Regions from separate parts of the Triticum aestivum genome. Here all the other regions are linked to region 3. Evidence: chromatin contacts called from public Hi-C data. All regions are on one chromosome and are shown on one strand. The core of a region is the stretch at or near the end of the contact, and the rest is flanking DNA. Distances in the headings are between cores, read along the strand shown.

What was found. Hi-C and Micro-C count contacts between places; a contact is called where the count stands out from the background.
Region 1: a contact with region 3 is called in a Hi-C map of leaf, with 6 times the contacts expected there. The contact joins the promoter of LOC123102082 here to the promoter of LOC123102083 in region 3. A contact is called at or near these places in 2 of 5 Hi-C or Micro-C datasets (both in leaf).
Region 2: a Hi-C map of leaf shows a contact between it and region 3, with 6 times the contacts expected there. The contact joins the promoter of LOC123102084 here to the promoter of LOC123102083 in region 3. A contact is called at or near these places in 2 of 5 Hi-C or Micro-C datasets (both in leaf).

The regions. Positions count from the first base shown.
Region 1 is chr5A:24,195,903-24,199,400 of IWGSC CS RefSeq v2.1, forward strand. LOC123102082 (ubiquitin carboxyl-terminal hydrolase 8) reads right to left here and starts at 1,794. Exons shown (of 13, transcript XM_044523366.1): 1 at 1,501-1,794; 2 at 1,164-1,403. The coding sequence starts at 1,610.
Region 2 is chr5A:24,887,477-24,891,371 of IWGSC CS RefSeq v2.1, forward strand. LOC123102084 (methyl-CpG-binding domain-containing protein 11) reads left to right here and starts at 1,760. Exons shown (of 3, transcript XM_044523368.1): 1 at 1,760-1,961. The coding sequence starts at 1,884.
Region 3 is chr5A:24,629,214-24,632,768 of IWGSC CS RefSeq v2.1, forward strand. It overlaps LOC123102083, which reads left to right and starts at 1,483. Exons shown (of 4, transcript XM_044523367.1): 1 at 1,483-2,143. The coding sequence starts at 1,793.

The DNA.
Region 1 (3,498 bases), core at 544-3,043, 430 kb before region 3:
GTAGGCCTAATTTTTAGGTGCATCATTGCATTCAAATATTACATCTATGTAATCTCACTTCCCATCCATCCACCAGCTCAAGGAATAAATGCAACAGGCTAAATGTAATACCAGATCTCTTGGTCTGAACTTGCTGCATGGTGTAATGAATTTCCCTCAGAATAGTTTAAAGTGGGTTACATCCAAGCTTCATCTAAAGACTCAAGAAAAATTGGGTTTGTAACTTTGTACTATTATGACTCGTACAACACAAAAGCATAAAGTGAACCAATAAATATCCACTTGTTGCCATCGGCTATGGTAGACAAACGAGAGATGAAACGACAAACCATATAGTAGACTAGACCATCATATTCTTTCTTTCTCCTACAAAACTATTCTAGACATGCTGGAGACAGAGCATCAACAGTAGTAGCCTCCGCGGAGCCAGTATGAAAAAAAAAATTCAATTATAACCTTCATGGAAAATTGACGCCAAAGAACTCTCGGGCTTGGTTGCACATTGCTTTAATAAGAAGGAATACTATGTACAAAGTAATACGTATATAATTAGTAATAATCCATCACTGACCGTTAGTAAGCGTGTCACTAATAAACCTTTCATGTAACGCAAATAAGTCCAACTGCACACTTTATAGCATGCTTATACAAAGTTAATATTCCGTACAGATATAAGGAGGATAACAAACTAGTGTGTGCACAAGACGACACAACAATATCAACGAAATAATCCATCCGCCTAGGCGCATTCATTCTACCAGCAGGCAGCTCAGTGGCGCGCATGCAAGCGAGCAACGGACAGTTACCCTATATAGCCCACCTGAGACTACCGGTGCTATTTTAGAAACATAGGGCACAAGGCTTGGTTCTCTAACTCCCTTTAGCCCCAACGGCAAGGGTGATTCCAATCTAGAATCTAGAACATACCTATTGACCAAACCACATGTATTAATCGACAGGGCAATGCATATGATACCTAAAGCTTCACTGGGCGCCAACCATCAGATTTGGTCCAATACTAATACCATGCATCATCGCGTACGTAATAACCCGCGCACGCACGGCATAGAATCTAGGCATTACAAATGCATCTATCTATTCATCCAATCCATGATCCGTTCCCGTCCCAACGAGCAAGTAGAGGCAGAGGCTTTTGTGCTCACCAGGTGCGTGCCTTCCCGAAGAGGTCGGCCGCGACGAGCGCGTAGCTCCTGGCCCCGGCCTTGGCGGAGGCTTCGGGCTGGAGGAGGTCGTCGGCGCGGCGGAGGGTGAAGGCGGCGTTGTCGCTCATGAGCAGGCTGAGCACCCCGCGGAACCCGTAGGAGGGGGCTCCCGACGGCGCCGCCGCGTAGGGAATCCCGTGCGCGTCGATCTCGGCGCCCTCCTGCGCCTCCCTCCACCACCTGCATTGCTCGGGCAGCGATGCCGTCAGAGATGCCATCCGCAGACCCGCCGGCATCGGATCGGAGGGCTAGGGTTAGGGTTTGCTGGAGCGCTTACCGGTGCTGGACGAGGAAGACGCGGTCGTCGTCATCGGCGGGCGCGGCGGAGGCGGGGCCGGGGCCGGAGGTGGACGCGGCGTCGCTGGCGGCGAGCGGGGAGGAGGGCATTGGGGTGGGATCCGAGGGAATTCGGCGGCGAGCGGGCGAGCGGCGGATTTGGAGACGCGGCGGGGAGGAGATCGATTTGGATTTGGATTTGGATTGAATCGAAGCGGAAGGCGAGGAGGGGGTGGAGAAGACGATGCCCTGAAGGAGAAGGCTGCTATTTACGCGGAGGACGATGAGTCACTTGACCAGAGATCGAATCGGACCGCGCCGCGGCCACAGCGAGTAGTAGCGCTTTCTAGAGCCGGGCCCACCCGTCAGCCTCGCCTGCTGTCTCTCTTACCGGTTTTTCTTTTTTTTTTCTTGCAAAAGTCTTTCTTACAAATTTTGCTATGTACTCCATATATCTTGGTAATTTTCTCCGAAAAGGAATATGGTTGTCTAGGGCCGGGGAGGGGACGGCAGAGGAGGAAGAGCATTGTCCGGCAGTAATGGCACTCGACATAGCTTAGATGTCGTATCGACGAGCTGCCCACCTCTTCGCAAGGAAAATCGATACGTATCTTGCAGGCTAGATTCTTGCTTCTCCACGTGATGTAGTGTGTCGTTTTGCTTTTATTATCTTATAGTACATTAGCTGCGCTCGAGGGACTTTCATGTCTCGACAAAAAAGGAGCAACCTTCATTAATGCCTTCTCGACGAAAACCCACAGTTTTTGCGTGTCATCTGCGGTGTCTCTGTGCCTGGTACACAAAGAATATGTCACTGTCGCACGACACCCACACCACCACGGGCTGTCGTGGCGTAGCATGCTTCCACGAGACGTCGGTGCATGCTCATCCACTCGCCACACCATACGTCATGACACATGCTGAGTCGAACGTTAGCAGTGGCGGGCGGGCACGCCTAAAATGGAAATGAGCGCTAGGGTCATGAATTTAGAAACACGGAACCGTGGAAGAGCTAAACTACCGAATTTTAGCTCCATATTTTCCATGTGTCAACAAAATGAGCGGTGTTTATATGGAATCAACCTATGAGAAGATTAGGCACGTCTACCTTTTTATCATTGTGAAACATAGAAGTTGGACACGATTTTTGGGCAAAAGTCTTTCTTGCCATTTCTTGTGGGGTGGGGGGGGAGGGGGGCAAGAGTCTTTCTTACCAAATTTGCTATGTATATCTCAGAAATTTTTTCTCCAAAAAGGAATATGCTTGCCAAGGGCTGAGGTGGCCAGGGCAGAGGAGGAAGAGCACCCCCTGGCAGCAATGGCACTCGACACGCTTAGATGTCGTCTCGATGAGCCGGACACCTTTTTGCTTCTCCAAGCGGTGTAGTGCGTCGTTTTGCTTTTACTATCTTATAGTATGTTAGCTGCGCTTAGGGACTTTCATGTCTCGATAAAAAAGAGCAACCTTTATTGGTGCTTTCTCGACCAAAAAAAACAACTTTTGCGTGCCATCCGTGGTGTACCCTGTGCCTGGCACGCAAAAACGGTGTCACTGTCGCACGACCACCCGCGCCACCGCGGGCTGTCGCGGTGTAGCATACAACCACGAGATGTTGGCGCGTGCCTACCCACCCGTCGCAACCATCAGTTGTGACACATGGACGATTCAAACTGCGGCGGTGGTGATGACATCTGAAATGGGAATGAGCGTTGGGGCTGATGAGAACTTATAATCATGGAACCGCAGAAGATCTAGATTACCAACCTTTAGCTCCATATTTTTCATGTGCCCAAAAGAATGGGTAGTGTGTACGTGGAAGCAACCCATGAGAAAATTAGGCGTGGCTATTTTTTCTTCCCCTGTGTGGAACTAAAGGAGTTGGACACGATCAGGGATGAGTCAACTATTTTCTCCTTGTGAAATTCGAGTCAAGTAACGAACGTGTTCACTGAGCACACGCTCAGGCGTAGCGGTGCATCGGCCGTGAGATCTCAGGTG
Region 2 (3,895 bases), core at 510-3,009, 260 kb after region 3:
AGTGAAACATGTGACTTCATGCTCAAGCTAAACTCCTGAGGGTTAATAGGATTGATATCTTAATATTGTGAGGAAAACAACAAGTGCAGACTTGGAAACGAGGCAGAATAGACCCGAACGTTAAGCGTGTTCAGGTTGGAGTAGTGAGAGGATGGGTGACCGGCCGGGAAGTTAGATGATTTGGAATGATGAGGGGTGATTAGAGATTAGAGGTTAAAGTGAGCAATGATGAGGGGTGATTAGAGACTAAATTATAAAATAATTCAGAAATTTGAAAAATCAGGAAAAATAATTTTTTTGTAAAATTTCCTTTAGTCTCAGTTGATCTTACCGACCGGGACTAAAGGTGAAGCTCAAGACAGCTGCCACGTGGAGGGTCTTTAGTCCCGGTTCGTAATAGAACCAGGACTATAGGGGGAGGGGCCTTTAGTACCGATCCTTTAGTCCTCTGAAACCGAGAGAAATAAGCCTTTTTCTACTAGTGGAATAATTTCCATTGCTACAACGTTCATGGATCCCATGCGTCTATCTCGCTTAGAGGGCTGGGTGGCTGGGTGCCTAGTACGTAGCCGGTGTATTGGTCGTCGGGGCAAAAGGATGCAAGAGAGTATAGAAGGCCCTACGCTGGGTCTAGTCGGACCATCCAACATGGATGGGTACGGTTCAGGGGTTGGCAATAGCGATGGCAGTTAGCAGTGATCTCCGTCTTTGAACTATTTATGCTTTATTATTTGGAGAACCATATGTGGCATGTTTGATATTCATGTTCGAACCATTTCTTAAGTCTACTTTCAATTGATTGTCGGCTTTGTTCTCTTCAAATTTGATTTTGAGCGTTGAATCAAATTGCATAAGTTGTGGTTTTGAAAGTAGTGTCTAGTATGTGTTTCGAAAATAATATTGGTTGCATTATTATACTGATAGTAATTACATGTACTATCCATTTGCATGCTTATTTATGGGAAAATAGAAAAAGAAAATCATATTTACAAAAGAAGTTTACGGGAACTGAGGAAAGTTGATGTAGGACGACTTCGCTTAAATTCTATGGCCATCATGTAAAATCACTTTTACAGGAACTTTTTTTTAGGCAAGCTGTTGGAGTTGCTCTAAGTTCCTCTTGCAGGGTGGACTTTGTATAACTAGGAATAAAATCCAGGTTGCATGCTTGCATATGTTCCTGGCCTTCATTTTACCAGCCGCTGGGCCTTATCCACGCCGATGTTGCCACATGGCAGCAGCTCGCGCGGACACGCATCCCTATGACACGCAGATAGCCCCCGCGCCGGCCCCACGTGTCATCGCCCATCCCCGACGAATATTCGTCGCGCAGCAGGCCACCCCGCCCCGCTCCCGCGACCCCGGACTCCAACTGCGCGCGGTGCAATCCGATTTTTTTTCCAGGCCTCAGTCCCGCCGTTTGCACCACGTCCACTTCGTACACACGGTCCGTGGACCGCACGGGCACAGCGCCATCCCCAGCCGCAGCCAGGGTTTGCGGTCCATGGACGACGTCCACGCCAGTGCACAGCCGTCCCCCCGCGCCTGACGGCCGTCTCCCCGCGACCCAACCGCTTTGTCCTGACCGACGAGCGGCCCCGTACCAGACCGCTTACCTCACTACCCTACATGCTGACTGACAGACGGGCTCGGTCCTGGTGCATCAGTGCTGGTCCCTTTCGTCAGTGACTGCATGGGACGAGGCCGGCGGGTAGGCCGTCGGCGCGCAGGGTTTATCTACCGAACGGCAGAGCACGGGGGCCGATACTTTTACGATATAAAAATCCCCAAATCCCCACACGTCCATCGTTTCCCCCCTCCCCACCCGTCGCCCCCTCCTCGCGTTCCTCGTGCGTGCGCAGAACCCCGAGGCCTCGGCAGCCATGGCCACCGGCGGCGACCACGCGGCGGAGGAGCTCGTGTCCGTCGAGATGCCCGCGCCCGAGGGATGGACCAAGAAGGTACCCACTGCCCGGCTCGGCGTCGCCGCGTCGAGCTGCTTTGCTTTACCCACCGGCTAACACGAGGGTGCTTGTGCTTTGTTCCGTCGCTCCAGTTCGAATTGCGTCGAATTGGGCGGTCTAGAGTCGGAATTCGCGAGTGTCGGGGCCCCGGGCCGCGGGGACGCGGGCGGTGGGGCGCGAATTCGAGCTGGAATCGTCGGTTCCGGGGTCTAGGGTTCTAGCAGATTTAGGGGTCAGATTCTAGGGTTTGGGCGCCTCGGGGTTGGTGAGGCACCACTGCCGCGATTGGACTAGTGCTATGGCTGGCTGGCCAGCGCTCGTGGTGGTATCTCGGTCTTACCGGAGTCTCTCCGGAGCTAGATTGGAGCTGCGCGTCTGTGTGGATGCGCCTGCTGTGAGCTCACCGAAATGGTTGGTGAACAGTGCCGTCCCCTTTCGGGTCTGTTGGTGTTGGGCGTTTAGCGTCCCTGGGGCCTATTGGGCTTGCGCCATGGCCCACGGCTTGGTGGTGGGGGCCGATTCCCAAATCTCGATTCTGTTGGTAACATGTGGTTAAGGGGTAGGGGCTTGGTTTGGCCCTGTGTCCTGGCCTGGCTAGGAAACGGGGAATTGGATTCAGTTGGTCGACTTTGCCTGGGCATGGAACTGGGCTGCACTTTGTGGGATGAGAGTAGCCGCCTGGCTTCAAGTGTCCCCATTTTAATTCCATGTCCATCTGTTTGTACGTTTTAGTTGGATTCAGTTGATTGAGTTTACATGAAGAATTGTGTTGCATTTGCAGTTTTGTACTGCTTCATTTAGTTGGATTCAGTGTCCCCATTTTAACTCGGTAGTTGATTCGATGTGATTTTAGTGAACTTTGTTAGACTGTGTTTTTTATTTTGCTGTATCTAGACATGGCATTTTGTCAGGACAAATTGCTTGAACTGAGTCAGTGCACGCTTTTGCAAGCATGATGTTGGCTCAACAGGCCTCCTGTGGTATGCCATGCCAGTTGGAGTTTCTCCTGTTGGCTGGGAATGCAATGACCAAGTGTTTTGAGTGCTTAGTCCATTGGCTTTTTCATGGCCTTTGTGATTTTCTATGGTTGCACCAGCAAATCTCAACAAGGTACATGTCTTTGTTCATTAGCGGATGTCTTTATGGCGGTTAGATTCCCCAAGCTTCTGGACTGAGCAACTTCTAGCTCATTGGCAGATGTGTTTATGGCGGTTAGACTCCCTAGCCTTTCTACTGGATCACGCTAGCACCCAGGATCTATTAAATAGCTTAGGCGGTGATTTGGTTGTTTCTGTAGCATGTTTTGTTTCTATTATGATAGATAATAACGACAATTGGTATATTTATCCACCGGATAATATGACAATTGGTATAATTTTCTGCCCGGATAATAAGGACATATGTTAAGGTTTTGTGTGGTTCAATGAAAAAAGTTGGTTGTGACTTCAGAATCTTCATAACTCTTTATGTTATCATAATTAATTTGTCTAATAGGGTAAGGAGTTACTTTTTTGATTATAGGTTTGCTTGTACCTACCTTTTCATAATATGATTGGACCGTGTCGTGGATAAGGCATAATCTCTTTGTAGCATAAGGATTGGCCACGTGGTATGGCTTGCAGTCGTTGGATATATCTTATATTGCCAAATTTGTGTTGAAAGGTGATTTTTTTGTTCTAGACTTCTAGCTCTGAAAGAGCCTAGATGGCAAGTATTTTTATTATTGTAATTTATGATTATGATGTTGGTTCCAATCATTTGTAACTTCCTAAGTTAAAGATTCTTGATTTGAGATGGATAAGATTATTTCACATTAGATTCAGGGCCTTCTGTTTGAAATTAAAAAAAACATTCATATATTTCTTTTTAGCATATGTGTGGTGTTTCTGTTTTCACTTTCTTGAGAAGGTTTTGCATTTTATGCGTATATA
Region 3 (3,555 bases), core at 233-2,732:
TTTGGCTATAGATAGCATTGTTCCATGACATACATGGAAAAAATCATTTCTGCAACATTAATATGCACTATTTTTTGCTTGTTGTTAGAAATAACCACGACACGGGAGATCACACCATGGCATGATCTTATACAACAAGGTTCGGCCGAATTCTACATTTGCGGAGCATTGATCGCGAGCTCTCCTCCCCATCGTACCACTATGCCGCCGCCGCACGGGGGTGGGCCATATGCCACCTATCTTAACAAGTGTGGCGGTGTTACGTGGCGTAGGATACAAACCGGTTCGACACCGACACTACCGACACCTTATCCACGGTAATTACAGCTCCGGGGCCAAACACAACCTCACGTGTACAACGTTCATTTACGATAGCTTTCCGACATGTCACATTTATGATGCCCCATCTGTCCCGAGATATAAGGCATTTTACTGTCTCCAAAAGCCAAACTTGATCAAATTTAGAGGAGTTTTATAGGGGAAAATAATATCAAGATGATCTATAATACTCCCTCTGTAAACTAGTATAGAACGTTTTCGGTCAGAATTTCAGAGGAGTACGTACCAAATAAATACTCCTAGAATATCAACATATATTTTCATGATGGGTCCAATTAATGGAGCTGGCCCAAAAAATAGAGATATTTGACTTTATTAAAAGAAAAACAATACTACACCTTATTACTCCATCCGTCCCAAAATAAATGTCTCAAGCTTAGTAGAGTTGGTACAAATTTAAGACACTTATTTTAAAACGAAATGAATATTATATATATATCAATATTTTAAAAGCGGAGGGTGCAATATTTCGCGAGGAATTATCCATAGCAATTAACCGCGCCCCTAACCGCTTGGAGCTGGCCCAAAGGCACCAAATACGCGAGCAGTAACAAACATGAACGCACCGTCCTCCAACAAACCTATTCCATCGGTCCACGCACATCGCCGCCCTCGCTCCGGCATCCGACGGCCGCCGTCAGCCCAAACACGTCCCGCAACCAAAGATCCAACCGACTAACCCGAATTTTAACACCACGGATAACAATATCCGGGAGGCCGACCGGCGGGCCCCACCGCGCCCTGGAGTAAACTACCATGCACCTTTTCGTCATAAATAAAATATAAATTACGAGAATGGGCCTCCTCCTGCCCCCGCGTGTGTTAGGCTGGTCATAGTGAAGAGTAACTTAGACTAGTAACATACATATGTTACTAGTCTATGTTACTACCTTCATAGTGGGTAGTGTCATAGGTGTGGTAATATAGTTGCCTTCATTTATTACTTTGTAGACTCATTATGCATTGGAAACCGCTATGTGATGGTAACATATTATGTTACTCTATTTGCCTCTCTCCTCATTAACTACTTGCCACATCACCAATTTTGCTTATGTGGCATCTATGTTACTACCTATGTTACTCCCACTATGACCAGCCTTATTATTTTTCTCTTGCTCACTCTCCTCCGTCCGCCCCGTGCATCTCTCTCCTCTCTCCTCTCTCCTCGTATATTCTTCTTCTTCCTCCTCCGCCTCCGCGTCCCAATCTCCAACGAACTCCCCGAATCCCGCCCCGCCCCGACACAAATCCGCTCCCCCCTTGTCAATCCCGCCCCCACCCCCTCGCCGCAATCCGTCCCATCACGCCCGATTCCAGCCTCGCCCGCCCGCCGGCGCAATCCGCTCCCAAGGCGCCGTTCTTGGACGGAGAAGGAGTTCCCTTTCGGTTAGGCGCTGCGGAGGCTCCTGCGCCGGAGTTCTACGCCGGAGGTAGAGTTCTCTGAGGCTCGTTGATGTTGGCGATGCGGTGGCCGTGGCCGCCGGCGGCGAGGAAGTTCAGCGTGCGGCTGGTGGTGCGGCGGGCGGAGGGCCTGCCCCCTGCCCCCGCGACGGACGCCGATGCCGAGGCCAGGATGGCCGTCGAGCTCAAGTGGAAGGGCCCCAAGGCCAGGTGGAAGGGCCTCCGGGTCTGCCGCAACCGCACGCGCCTGGAGGCGCCGGCGCCGGCGGTGGATGCGGAGCCCTCCGCGGCGGCCGTGGCGTGGGACGAGGAGTTCGAGGACGTGGTCACCCTCACCGCGGCCTCGCACCGCAAGCCCGCCGCCGCGTTCCACCCCTGGGACCTCTCCTTCTCCGTCCTCAATCTGAGCACACTCCCCCCTCTTTCTCTTTCCGCGTACTGCTACCTTTTTTCTTTTCGTGTGGAAATTAAAGTAATTTTGATATGTTCTTGACGTAATTGGATCGATGGATATGTTATTTTGACGATTTCTCCACCCGCACTCTGTGCCGATTCTGATTCGATTGGATCATTAGATTAAAAGTTTCGCGTGGGTGTTTGAATCATTCCTGTTTGGATGTATTTTTTTAGAATTTCATCCCCGGTCATGGTGATGGTGAAAGTTTTGACTTTTTTCGTTGAAAAAGTCAGTCTCATTGGTTTTTCGTTGAAAACGATAACGTGTTTATAATTCGTTTGGATCTTGCCTTTTACAACAGCAACAGAACAATCCAAGGCAACAAACCCAAGCTTTTAACAATATATGACAATTCTAGATTTTATTATTAGCTTTAACAGAATAAGACAATTATAAAATTGATTAAAAGTTTTTTTTTCTGAAAAACATGCAAGCAGTGTGGTTGGTGCTGGTTTTTATTTCAGTTTTTCTGACGATAGGATTATTGATCTTAGCCACTTTTCTGCCCTTTTTGGCTATTGTGATGTTCAATGATTAGGATTCTGGTGGTTAGGCCATGTAGTTTGTTATTTGGAATCTACAAATCGGTTTAGCTTTATTGCAAATTTAGAATAGCTTACTGGTGACAATGAGGTGTTTTTTAGCCAGTATATGCTTGTCTTGGCGACTGAGTTATTTGAATATATGAAAGCCGAGCTGTTGATTTAATGATAAGTATCTATGTTGTTCATATTAGTAGCTTCAGCTTTGCTGTTGTAAACTAGGTATGGTACAAGGAGAAAGCGATATAATGCAATATACGATTAATTATACTCTTGTCGGGCTTCGCAAACTCAGGAGAGATTGTCCATACATGAATTGATTAGGCTTATTGTACTTGTCCTGCCAATTGTTGCTTTGTGAGCCTTTAGACAAACACCGACACAATGAAAAAAATGATGCCGTGCCTTGTTGTCCCAGCTGTTTCCACTAGTTTGTGATTGGCGGTATTGTCATTTTGTCATGTTGTTTGCTTGGTGATTCGCCGTTGCGCCATTTATTGTTTTGAGTACACTGTGTAACTGGAAGCTAATCTAGTGGGAGCTTGCTAGTTGCCACCCATTTATCAGGGAAAAGAAACGGATAGTTACAATTGGTGCCATATACCCTCTACTGTACTTCTTCACCGACACATTTAAATTCCTATGAGGCAGGCTACCAGTTCTGCTGAGTTGAACTAGTGCAAAATGACCGCATCATTTAAAGCTGTACGCGGCAGGCTAGTGGTTTTGCTGAGTTAAACTATTGTTAATTGACCACAGCATTCAAATCCACATGAGGCAGGCTACCAGTTTTGCTGAGTTAAACTAGTGTAAATT